Linked DNA regions of Hordeum vulgare: region 1 is linked to region 2. A link is a contact called in public Hi-C data. All regions are on one chromosome and are shown on one strand. Each heading gives the region's core, a stretch centred on a gene start, on an enhancer-like site or on the middle of the called end of the contact. The rest is flanking DNA. Distances are from core to core; before and after follow the strand shown. Region 1 holds the start of LOC123413120 (polyubiquitin-like). Region 2 has its middle 46 kb from the start of LOC123413175.

Evidence for each region. A called contact is a pair of places that touch in the nucleus more often than the background predicts.
Region 1: a contact with region 2 is called in a Hi-C map of seedling, with 2.6 times the contacts expected there. The contact joins the promoter of LOC123413120 here to the enhancer-like site in region 2. A contact is called at or near these places in 3 of 6 Hi-C or Micro-C datasets (leaf and seedling).

What each region holds. Positions count from the first base shown.
Region 1 is chr7H:586,537,161-586,542,582 of MorexV3_pseudomolecules_assembly, forward strand. LOC123413120 (polyubiquitin-like) reads right to left here and starts at 3,263. Exons shown (of 2, transcript XM_045106073.1): 1 at 3,067-3,263; 2 at 316-1,883. The coding sequence starts at 1,883. The coding sequence ends at 510.
Region 2 is chr7H:586,484,663-586,489,645 of MorexV3_pseudomolecules_assembly, forward strand. No RefSeq gene overlaps it. Among protein-coding and RNA genes, the nearest start is that of LOC123413175, 46 kb to the left of the region's middle. Within about 2 kb of position 2,684, at least 1 of the 3 cell types and tissues checked has open chromatin away from gene starts, as enhancers often do. A contact at or near this core is called in seedling, where this site is marked.

The DNA of each region.
Region 1 (5,422 bases), core at 2,013-4,512, 53 kb after region 2:
TGAAAAACTACCTTGTCAGAAATGCTGCACTCCAATAGTCTGGTCTTGCGACCCTATTCTCTGTTTTTGTGTGTTCTTGCGATCCTATTCTCTCTCTATTTTTGTCGGTGCAATGCACGGGCAGACCTGGCATGACCAATTGTGCTCTACGTATTTCTCAGAAAATTTGAGGATCAAAGATGATTCTACAGGCTCTTACAATACATTAAGTTCAATATACGCATTTCATCAGACAGGCTAGAGGTAATCAGTTTTATATCAGTCAGCAACCAGAAAACATCAAATGCATCAGAAAGATAGCAAGAAACCACAGTATAACAAAAACAGCAAACATCAGACCTAGAGACAGCAGAGGTTCAGGGCTCACTTATTCATAGTTCAAAGATACAAACGATAAAACTGCATCACAGTACGGTACAGAAACAAAGACACAGACGAGACTCCATTAGAACACCAGAGACACCGAGCCTTGTGAACCTAGAGACAGGAGCAGCTCCATCACCAGGAGCTTAGTGGCCACCACGCAGACGGAGCACCAAGTGAAGGGTCGACTCCTTCTGGATGTTGTAGTCCGCCAAGGTGCGGCCATCCTCAAGCTGCTTACCAGCAAAGATGAGACGCTGCTGGTCCGGGGGAATGCCCTCCTTGTCCTGGATCTTCGCCTTCACATTGTCAATGGTGTCCGAGGACTCAACCTCCAGCGTGATGGTCTTGCCGGTGAGGGTCTTGACGAAGATCTGCATACCACCACGGAGCCTGAGCACCAGATGGAGAGTGGACTCCTTCTGGATGTTGTAGTCAGCAAGCGTGCGGCCATCCTCGAGCTGCTTGCCAGCAAAGATGAGACGCTGCTGGTCCGGAGGGATGCCCTCCTTGTCCTGGATCTTAGCCTTGACATTGTCAATGGTGTCCGAGGACTCGACCTCCAGGGTGATGGTCTTGCCGGTGAGGGTCTTGACAAAGATCTGCATACCACCACGCAGACGGAGCACCAAGTGAAGGGTCGACTCCTTCTGGATGTTGTAGTCCGCCAAGGTACGGCCATCCTCAAGCTGCTTGCCGGCGAAGATTAGACGCTGCTGGTCCGGGGGAATGCCCTCCTTGTCCTGGATCTTTGCCTTCACATTGTCAATGGTGTCCGAAGACTCCACCTCCAATGTGATGGTCTTGCCGGTGAGGGTCTTTACAAAGATTTGCATGCCACCGCGAAGCCTGAGCACCAGGTGGAGGGTGGATTCCTTCTGAATGTTGTAATCCGCAAGGGTGCGGCCATCCTCGAGCTGCTTGCCAGCGAAGATTAGACGCTGCTGGTCCGGGGGAATGCCCTCCTTGTCCTGGATCTTGGCCTTCACGTTGTCGATGGTGTCAGAGGACTCGACCTCCAGGGTGATGGTCTTGCCGGTCAGGGTCTTGACGAAGATTTGCATGCCACCACGGAGCCTGAGCACCAGGTGGAGTGTGGACTCCTTCTGGATGTTATAGTCAGCCAGGGTGCGGCCATCCTCGAGCTGCTTGCCAGCAAAGATGAGACGCTGCTGGTCCGGGGGAATGCCCTCCTTGTCCTGGATCTTGGCCTTCACATTGTCGATGGTGTCAGAGGACTCAACCTCCAGGGTGATGGTCTTGCCAGTCAGGGTCTTGACGAAAATCTGCATGCCACCACGGAGCCTGAGCACCAGGTGGAGTGTGGACTCCTTCTGGATGTTATAGTCGGCCAGGGTGCGGCCATCCTCAAGCTGCTTGCCAGCAAAGATGAGACGCTGCTGATCCGGAGGGATGCCCTCCTTGTCCTGGATCTTAGCCTTGACGTTGTCGATGGTGTCCGAGGACTCAACCTCGAGGGTGATGGTCTTGCCGGTCAGGGTCTTCACAAAGATCTGCATCTGTAGATACAGAACATACCAGAACAAGAGTAAGGCACTGTACAGAGAAATAGAAGCATGCAGTAAATCAAAACAATGCATGTACCAGAGGTACAACAGAGATGGAATTGTAACGATGAACCCTATAGCTGATGCATCAAACTATATTAGCAGATCTATAAGCAATAGATGAACCAAGATGATACTCCCTCCGTTCCTAAATATAAGACGTTTTAGAGATTCCACTATTAACTACATAGTGATGTGTAGACATATTTAGAATGTAGATTCATTCATTTTGCTCCGTATGTAGTCTATAATAAAATCTCTAAAACGTCTTATATTTAGGAACGGAGGGAGTACAATGTATTGCTAGTCTTTAGCAAAGATCTGCATCTGTACAAACAAAGCATCCAGAACAAGAGCAAGGCACGGTACAGGGAAATCTGCAATACGTCAAATAATAGATGAACCACATGGAGACAGATAAAATTTCAACTTAGAATCCCCTAGACCCCATGGATACAGAAGCAGTGCTAAATTTTTCCAGAACTAAATATTAGCATATCTAGTTATCAGCCAGCGCAATATAACGGCTAGCACGGGTAATCTAGCTGTACGGAACAAGCTGGTTAATTCTAGGAACGAACTGTAACGTTGACAAACCGACATGAATCTAAGAGTCGAATCGATGCCCAGCTACAGATGCTACATGCAACTACAAATCAGAACTATTAAGCTGGCAAATCACAAGTGTATCCCTTCACAGACCATACGGCTACAAAATCAGCAACTAGCTAACTATAACTAGATGGATGAACCGAACCGAACCAACAGCAGTCGCATCCCAATAATACGGTGTATCATGAGCGGTACAAAATCATAATAAATCCATAAAATTACCAGAAGATTAATCAAAAACCGAGCAGAACTAACAAACTACAACTAGATGAGATGAAGCGACCCAACAACAATCGCACCAGAATCGGCAGATCTACTCGAAAATCATGGCATAATCCTGAGAGATTTAACTACAACCGAGCCTAATCAACCTCGAGTACCGGAACGAGCTGTAATCAATCATCAACGGCAATAACGCCTCGACCAACAGATTTAATCGAGGGGAACCAACAATAACCGGCAACGATGCCAGGGCACGCACGCGCGGAAGTAGGGGAAGAAATCGGAGGCTCGCATCGCATACCTTGAAGGAGGAGGACGAGAGAGCCTTGGCTTCGCTTCGATCGGAAAGGGGACTGGATTGGATTGGATCGGATCGGATGTGTGGAGGAGGAGACGGGAGGGGGCGGGGAATTTATAGCCGGGATTGGATCGGACGGGAGCGGTGGGAGGAAGGAAGAAGAACCACGCGTGACGTGTGAGGATAGGAAGAGGAGAGGCGGTCGCAGAGTGCGTCCTCCACCACGCAAAAAAAGTCAATATACCGGAGAAGATTCCAAAGGCAACGCTGTTTGGTTTATCTCCAAAAAAAAAAAAAGGTAACGCTGTTTGGGAAGTTGGGCGTTTGGCTGTGTTTTTTTTAAGAAAAAAAAAGATAACCCACGTTTGCAAATCGCTCACACGCGTGGATCTTCGTCCGTTTGCGGTTGCACTAATTTTAGCAATTTTTATATGTTAATTATGATCGGACCAGTGTGTGGACGTTCATCCTCTTCATTCACACGTCCACCGTCTCTCGGATTGTTTTTGCAGTGCGAGGCCTGCATGTGGCGGGCCGATGGTTGCGCTCACACGCCTCGCACTTCCCCTCCACTACTGCATGGCAACTACATGTGCATAGTTGTTGTTCAATCTGCATGACAACTGTCAACGAAGCGGGATGACAACTGCCAGCAAAATGGGATGGCAACTGCTTTTCATTCCATCTACTATAGTTGCTCGTCTGCATGGCAACTGCTTTTCATGCATGGCAACTACCGAACATGGAGGCCAGCGCGGTGGCAAGCCTGAGTCGTGCGGGCGACCGGCCCAGCCACTACGACGACAACTACCAGCAAAGTGGATGGCAACTGTTTTTTCATTTCATCTCTTTTTGCTGCTCGTCTGCATGGCAACTACTTTTCCTACATGGCAACTACCGAATGTGAAGGACAACGCGGTGGCAAGCCAGGGTCGTGCGGGCGACCGGTCCAGCCACCGGTCGTGCGGGTTGTGCATTGAGACGCCCGAACGTGGGCGTGTGGGCTGGCCTGGATGGATGCCACACAGGGCGTGCACCAGGTACCTCCCACCTGTCGCACGTGCGGCAGATATCGCGACCCTTTTTCTAAACAAGAAGGACCGAGAAACTGCATTAAGAGCATCTACTACCCGACCCCTTAAATGACCCCTCATACGTCCGCGGACAAGTCCGATCAATGACAGGACATAAGAGAGAAGTAAAAAAATTGACCCAATCGTACCCCCTCATATCGTTCCTATATGCCCGATCTTTTCTTGAATCCTCATATCCATCTCAAATATGGGAAGGATATGAGGGCTCGCGGACGCGTTCGGAAGTGCCTGATTAGTCCGTCACATAGGACGCGACCCTACCCCGTGCCTGTTGGAAATATGCCCTAGAGGCAATAATAAATTAGTTATTATTATATTTCTTAGTTCATGATAATCGTTTATTATCCATGCTATAATTGTATTGATTGGAAACACAATACTTGTGTGGATATATAGACAAAACACTGTCCCTAGTAAGCCTCTAGTTGACTAGCTCGTTGATCAAAGATGGTCAAGGTTTCCTGGCCATAGGCAAGTGTTGTCACTTGATAACGGGATCACATCATTAGGAGAATCATGTGATGGACTAGACCCAAACTAATAGACGTAGCATGTTGATCGTGTCATTTTGTTGCTACTGTTTTCTGCGTGTCAAGTATTTGTTCCTATGACCATGAGATCATATAACTCACGGACACCGGAGGAATGCTTTGTGTGTATCAAACGTCGCAACGTAACTGGGTGACTATAAAGATGCTCTACAGGTATCTCCGAAGGTGTTCGTTGAGTTAGTATGGATCGAGACTGGGATTTGTCACTCCGTCTGACGGAGAGGTATCTCGGGGCCCACTCGGTAATACAACATCACACATAAGCCTTGCAAGCAATGTAGCTTAGTGTAAGTTGCGGGATCTTGTATTACGGAACGAGTAAAGAGACTTGCCGGTAAACGAGGTTGAAATAGGTATACGGATACTGACGATCGAATCTCGGGCAAGTAACATACCGAAGGACAAAGGGAATGACATACGGGATTATACGAATCCTTGGCACTGAGGTTCAAACGATAAGATCTTCGTAGAATACGTAGGATCCAATATGGGCATCCAGGTCCCGCTATTGGATATTGACCGAGGAGTCTCTCGGGTCATGTCTACATAGTTCTCGAACCCGCAGGGTCTGCACACTTAAGGTTCGACGATGTTTTATGCGTATTTGAGTTATATGGTTGGTTACCGAATGTTGTTCGGAGTCCCGGATGGGATCACAGACGTCACGAGGGTTTCCGGAATGGTCCGGAGACAAAGATTGATATATAGGATGAC
Region 2 (4,983 bases), core at 1,434-3,933:
CATTGACCTGGTCTAGCTAGGCCAAGACAATTTGACTAATTTTCAATGATTTTGCCTTTTTTATAGAGCTCCTTGACAGTTATTTGACCGACAAATTTTGCAAGTGCCCGTAACATTTGTTGTTGATCATACCCATAAAGTTTCAGAATTTTTTGAAATATTTTGCTATGTTTTCTTGCATGGGTGCACTGAGCAGGGGTGTAGAAAAATCACTCTCTATATGTCTATCTTGAATATTTCAAATAGTTCAAATAATAAATAGAATATCCAGAGAAGCTAACTACAAGCATTTGATCTTTGAACTAAGAAAGGAAGGAAATGTATTTGGGAAGTGGAGATTTTTATCTCGAGCTCAAATTCGGTGAAAAGTAAAACCGAAAAAAATATGAATTATTTTTGGTTAAACATTGACAAAAATTTTACGTTCCCACAACATTTTGAACTGAACTCATATTTGTGAAAGTCATGGCAAAAAGAACAAAATTGATGCTCCAAAGTGTTATTTTTGAAAGCATTTTGGAGGGCTGATTTTGTTTGTTTTGGCACGACGACTTCGACGAATGTATTTTCAGTATGAGAACTTGTGAGCATGTAAAGCTTTTGTCAATGTTTGCACCCAAAAAAATGGTTCCTCCACTTTTTACCATTCTACTAGACCATTTCTGCCCTGCCATCCATCCTGACCAAACTTTTGTCATTGTGAATTTACGACTGTTAAATAGAAATAGGACCACCATATCCCACGTATAAAGAATTGCATTGCCCCATTCACTCTCTTTTGTACTCACTTCTAGGTTCCCTCTCTTTAAATATTAATTACTTCTCCTTTATTTATAAGCTAGTAGTATTCTTGTTGTGAGACCACCTCGGGTAGTACATCCGCTTTGGAGGATCCATGCCAGGACACGATATTGTTGGGTTCTGGTGCTCAAACTCGTCAGAAGCAAAACTGCAGACATGCATGGACAGTTTGTGTTGGACGGTTCTTTTTATCTTTGCTAGATACTTGTTCAAGTAGTTAGTTCGGCATGAGAGGTTTCAGAAAAGGAAAATATGCGAAGTGTCTATGAAAAGCTTGCAGACATCTTCCACAATCCTCCTGATGACCACATGGATCGAGGGTGAGGCACCCTCAAACACTATAGAGTTCCTGTGCTTCCACATTTCCCAGAGGAATAGGGTGACAAATGCTCTCACGGCCTTTGGCTGTTGGATCACAGGCCGGAAACACACGCGTACACAGTGGAGAAGGAAACACAGGGAGACCCACACGAGAGAATTTTTTTGTGCCGGTTAACTTCCTTCTCGGCTTTTCTTCCTTTATACTTCTATCTCTCATTATTCGGTTACAGAAGGGAAAACGTGGCTTGTAGGGATCCTACAAACGCGCCACGATCCGGTTAGCTCGTGCCATCCCACGAGCTCCTGAACGTGTCTACCACGCGATGCTAAACAGAAGGAAACAGCCCGATGCAAACGGATGCATCTCATCATGCCCATGCAAATGCATGCACGGCTCGTGCCTAACTAACTAGCTAACAAAGAATAATGATAACTAGACGTGACATGAAGAGCCTACTACTCAACTAATGCAACCACCTAATGACTAGTGTAATATCTGAACCAAACCATGTAACAAGATTAGCACTAACATTGGCTTGGCGGCGCACCAAACTGCTAGCGTATCCTGCATCGCGGGTGCCCAAGCTGGCTTGCCGATAGTGCTCCCTAAATCGTCCTCACAAAAATGCACGTGACAACATATAGATGTGATTAGACTATCAAGTACAAACAGTACACTGCAGATGTAAATTGGCAGCCCGGGACAATACACAGTAAAAAAAATTTCAAAAAGGAGGCCTTGCCCCGTTTACATCTTTTTCTTCATACTGATAGATGTAAGCAGTACACTGCAGATGTAAACTGTTTGTATTTATATACAGGCTATCAAATACACAATAAATGTAAACAGTACACTGCAGATGTAAACTTTTTCCTCAAATACAAACAATACACTGCAGATGTAAACCGATCCTGGGACACATTGACAGTCGTTTTCATCTCTGGAAACTGCAGAAAGTGAAAGAATAGAAGCATTATACCGTCCACTATCAAAGTTCAAACCTTTGTCTACTTGCAATGCATGTTTATCTTTTCTCTGTTGCAACAAAAGAATTTGTGCTAGTATACTTCTTTCAAAAGGATTCGTTTCGGTTTTCTTGATGTGCAACTTGGCATGCTGAATCCCGAGTTAAGTAAAAGTCATGGTTTTGGAAGATTAATGTGTCAACCTAAGGGCAGCAGATTGAAGTTGTCTTTGCGGTGCGTCTTTGATCTAAGATAGGGATCATGATAGGGATCGTATGTGCTAAGATGAATTTATTAATCGGCAGCATGATGACAATGTATTAAGTTAGAAAATGACCATGCGCGTAAACCTGATAATTATGTAGTGCAAGATGGCGACATGGACAGCTGAACAAATCTTGGCACTAGATTAATCAGTAGTTAATAATGTTTGATGATTGAAATATTATTAATCATATGGTGACTAGATGAAATGAACTAGCTGGGATAGACGAGTAGAAAAGCAGGCAGGGTTCATGCTGCAAGTGGGACAATCCATGGGAGGCCCGCATCCGCCCGACATCTGCCATATAGGTTAAGCAGGAGGCCCGCATGTGCCCACATAATTTCCGCAGGATAAGTGGGCATCCCACATCCCACATAAATGATTAGGCTCAGTTGAAACTATTGTATTCAAACAAAATACTCCTGCTGCTGCCTAAAAGTGATGTATTACTGATGTATCGTAGTTCCTATTGATCAGTTTGGGTATAACAACTAACTTAAAACATCAAACTAAGGTTTCGAACTTGTCGCATCTAAAAATCATCTCATCGGAATGACACGAACTACAATAAAATTTCAAACACAAACGAAGTACAGTCCACGGTCCACTGCTTGATTCCTCGATCCTTCATGTTTATGCCTGAGACATTTTCATACACAGATCCATCATGAGCTGGAATCTTGAGGTCAGTCCGTCAGGGGTATATGCAAAAATCTATGAACAAAAAAAAGACATGAAGAAAACCTCTAAAAACAGTACCTACAATTGACATTGTTAAGTTTGGCATGAGCTTGATCAATCAGATTTTCTACCAGATAATTTCTCAGCAATGTTAACATGGGAATCAAAACATTTATGTTGATTAACCAGAAGGTTACTGTTTTTCAGAACTGATGCAAACTGGAAAATTCTTGGAATAGTAATAGACATCACAGAAAAAGTGGATTCATGCATACTGAGGATAATTACCAACTGATGCAAACCGAGTCCAATTACCAAGTTAGTAAATGCATCAAAAGTGGATTTATTCACAGATTTGAACAATAGCAAATCAGAAACTGTTACTGGATTGATGATACCGATGTAAACTTTTTTCAGAACTTGAAGCCAATTCTGATGCCATCTCTTTGTAGCAAGAAAAATCAGGATTTTACCTTATATAGTACCCCATGCACACACAACGATCACTACAGATTCAGAAACAACATGAGCCAAGAAGCAGTGCTAATCACTACTCTGGCAAACAATAAAAATACCCTAAGGTCCCTAACTAGCTAACAGCCTAACTTGGTGTCTCTGACTACTGTTTGCGTTTGCAGTTTTCAATTGTGTGAGACTGAAATTTGTAAACCCTCAAAATAGTCCAAATTTCCAAACAATTTCGTGAGATCAATTAAATTTTGTTTTTTGAATAAATTTGAATTTCAACAACTAGATAAGAAGGCGTAGCCGCACAACGTAGACATCATTCATTCTTTTCCTGATGGTTAGTCCATTTTCAACTACTAACTGGTCAAGGTAGCTAGGTCAAACTTTTTGACAAAAATATATTGGGTGCAAAATAATCAGAAATGTAAGTGGCCCATGAATCAAACTCTAGACCTAGTGAGTAGGAGAACAATAATGACCTACCGAAAGGTATATTTACTATAGAACGATCAAAGTCCTTGTCTAGCATAAAAATTTAAAACTACCAAAACTTTCTGAGCGAAACATACAAGGTTCGCTCACCCTCGAAATGGACGAAATTTCAGTGAATTTTTTATACCACTCAGAAGACTATTTTTGTTGGTTCGGTTGTTCGAGATTGATTGATAACTTGGGTTGAATGTTGAACTATTACAAGAGCATCGAGCTGGGGTAAAGTGGATGCTTGATATGTTGTTGTTCACGGTCGCACTGATGTTCCGTCCACTCAACATTCCATAACATTCTATACTGTTCTAGGTTTCAGAATTTTTCTTTTGCCGATGTTAGCTCCGAGATTTTCAAATGGGATTTAGACAACAGAATCGGTTTGCCACTGTTTGCCTGCAAAAAATAAAAATCGTCATTTACCACGCGAAATAATACCGTGCGAAGTGCCACGAAAGAGTTACAAGACACATTACTGTGGCTGATGTCATCATTCCCTCGGTGCTCCACATTCAACACTCACCATTGTCTCTTGCAACGCCACCCCGTCTTTTGTGATTGGGCCTTGCGATTGTCGGTCAAGTAACCACCCTGGAGAAAAGAAAGCATGAAATGAACATGGTGAGTACTCAGATCAAGGGGTAGTATATAAACCCGAAGAAAGTACAATAATTGGGTTAAATACTAGAGGGGAGTAAATAGCATAAAACGACCACATTTTGTGGAAAGAGTTTCAGAAAACTATCACTTCTTCAAAATTTCCTAAAGCTACCACAAAATTGGTTTTTATTTAAAAAAAACATGTTGCATTGATGACTATTTGTTAGTTAATTTTAATTGCATTTATGATAAATTGGGTCCACTCTTCAGCTTTGATTGTTAGGTTGACCGTTATGACAGGTGAAACCTACGTGTCGGTTGCTTTTAAAAAAAAGACAACAATCGGGTCCCCGTGACTTTCAGAAAAGAAAGCAATCGATCATGTTACTTTTTTA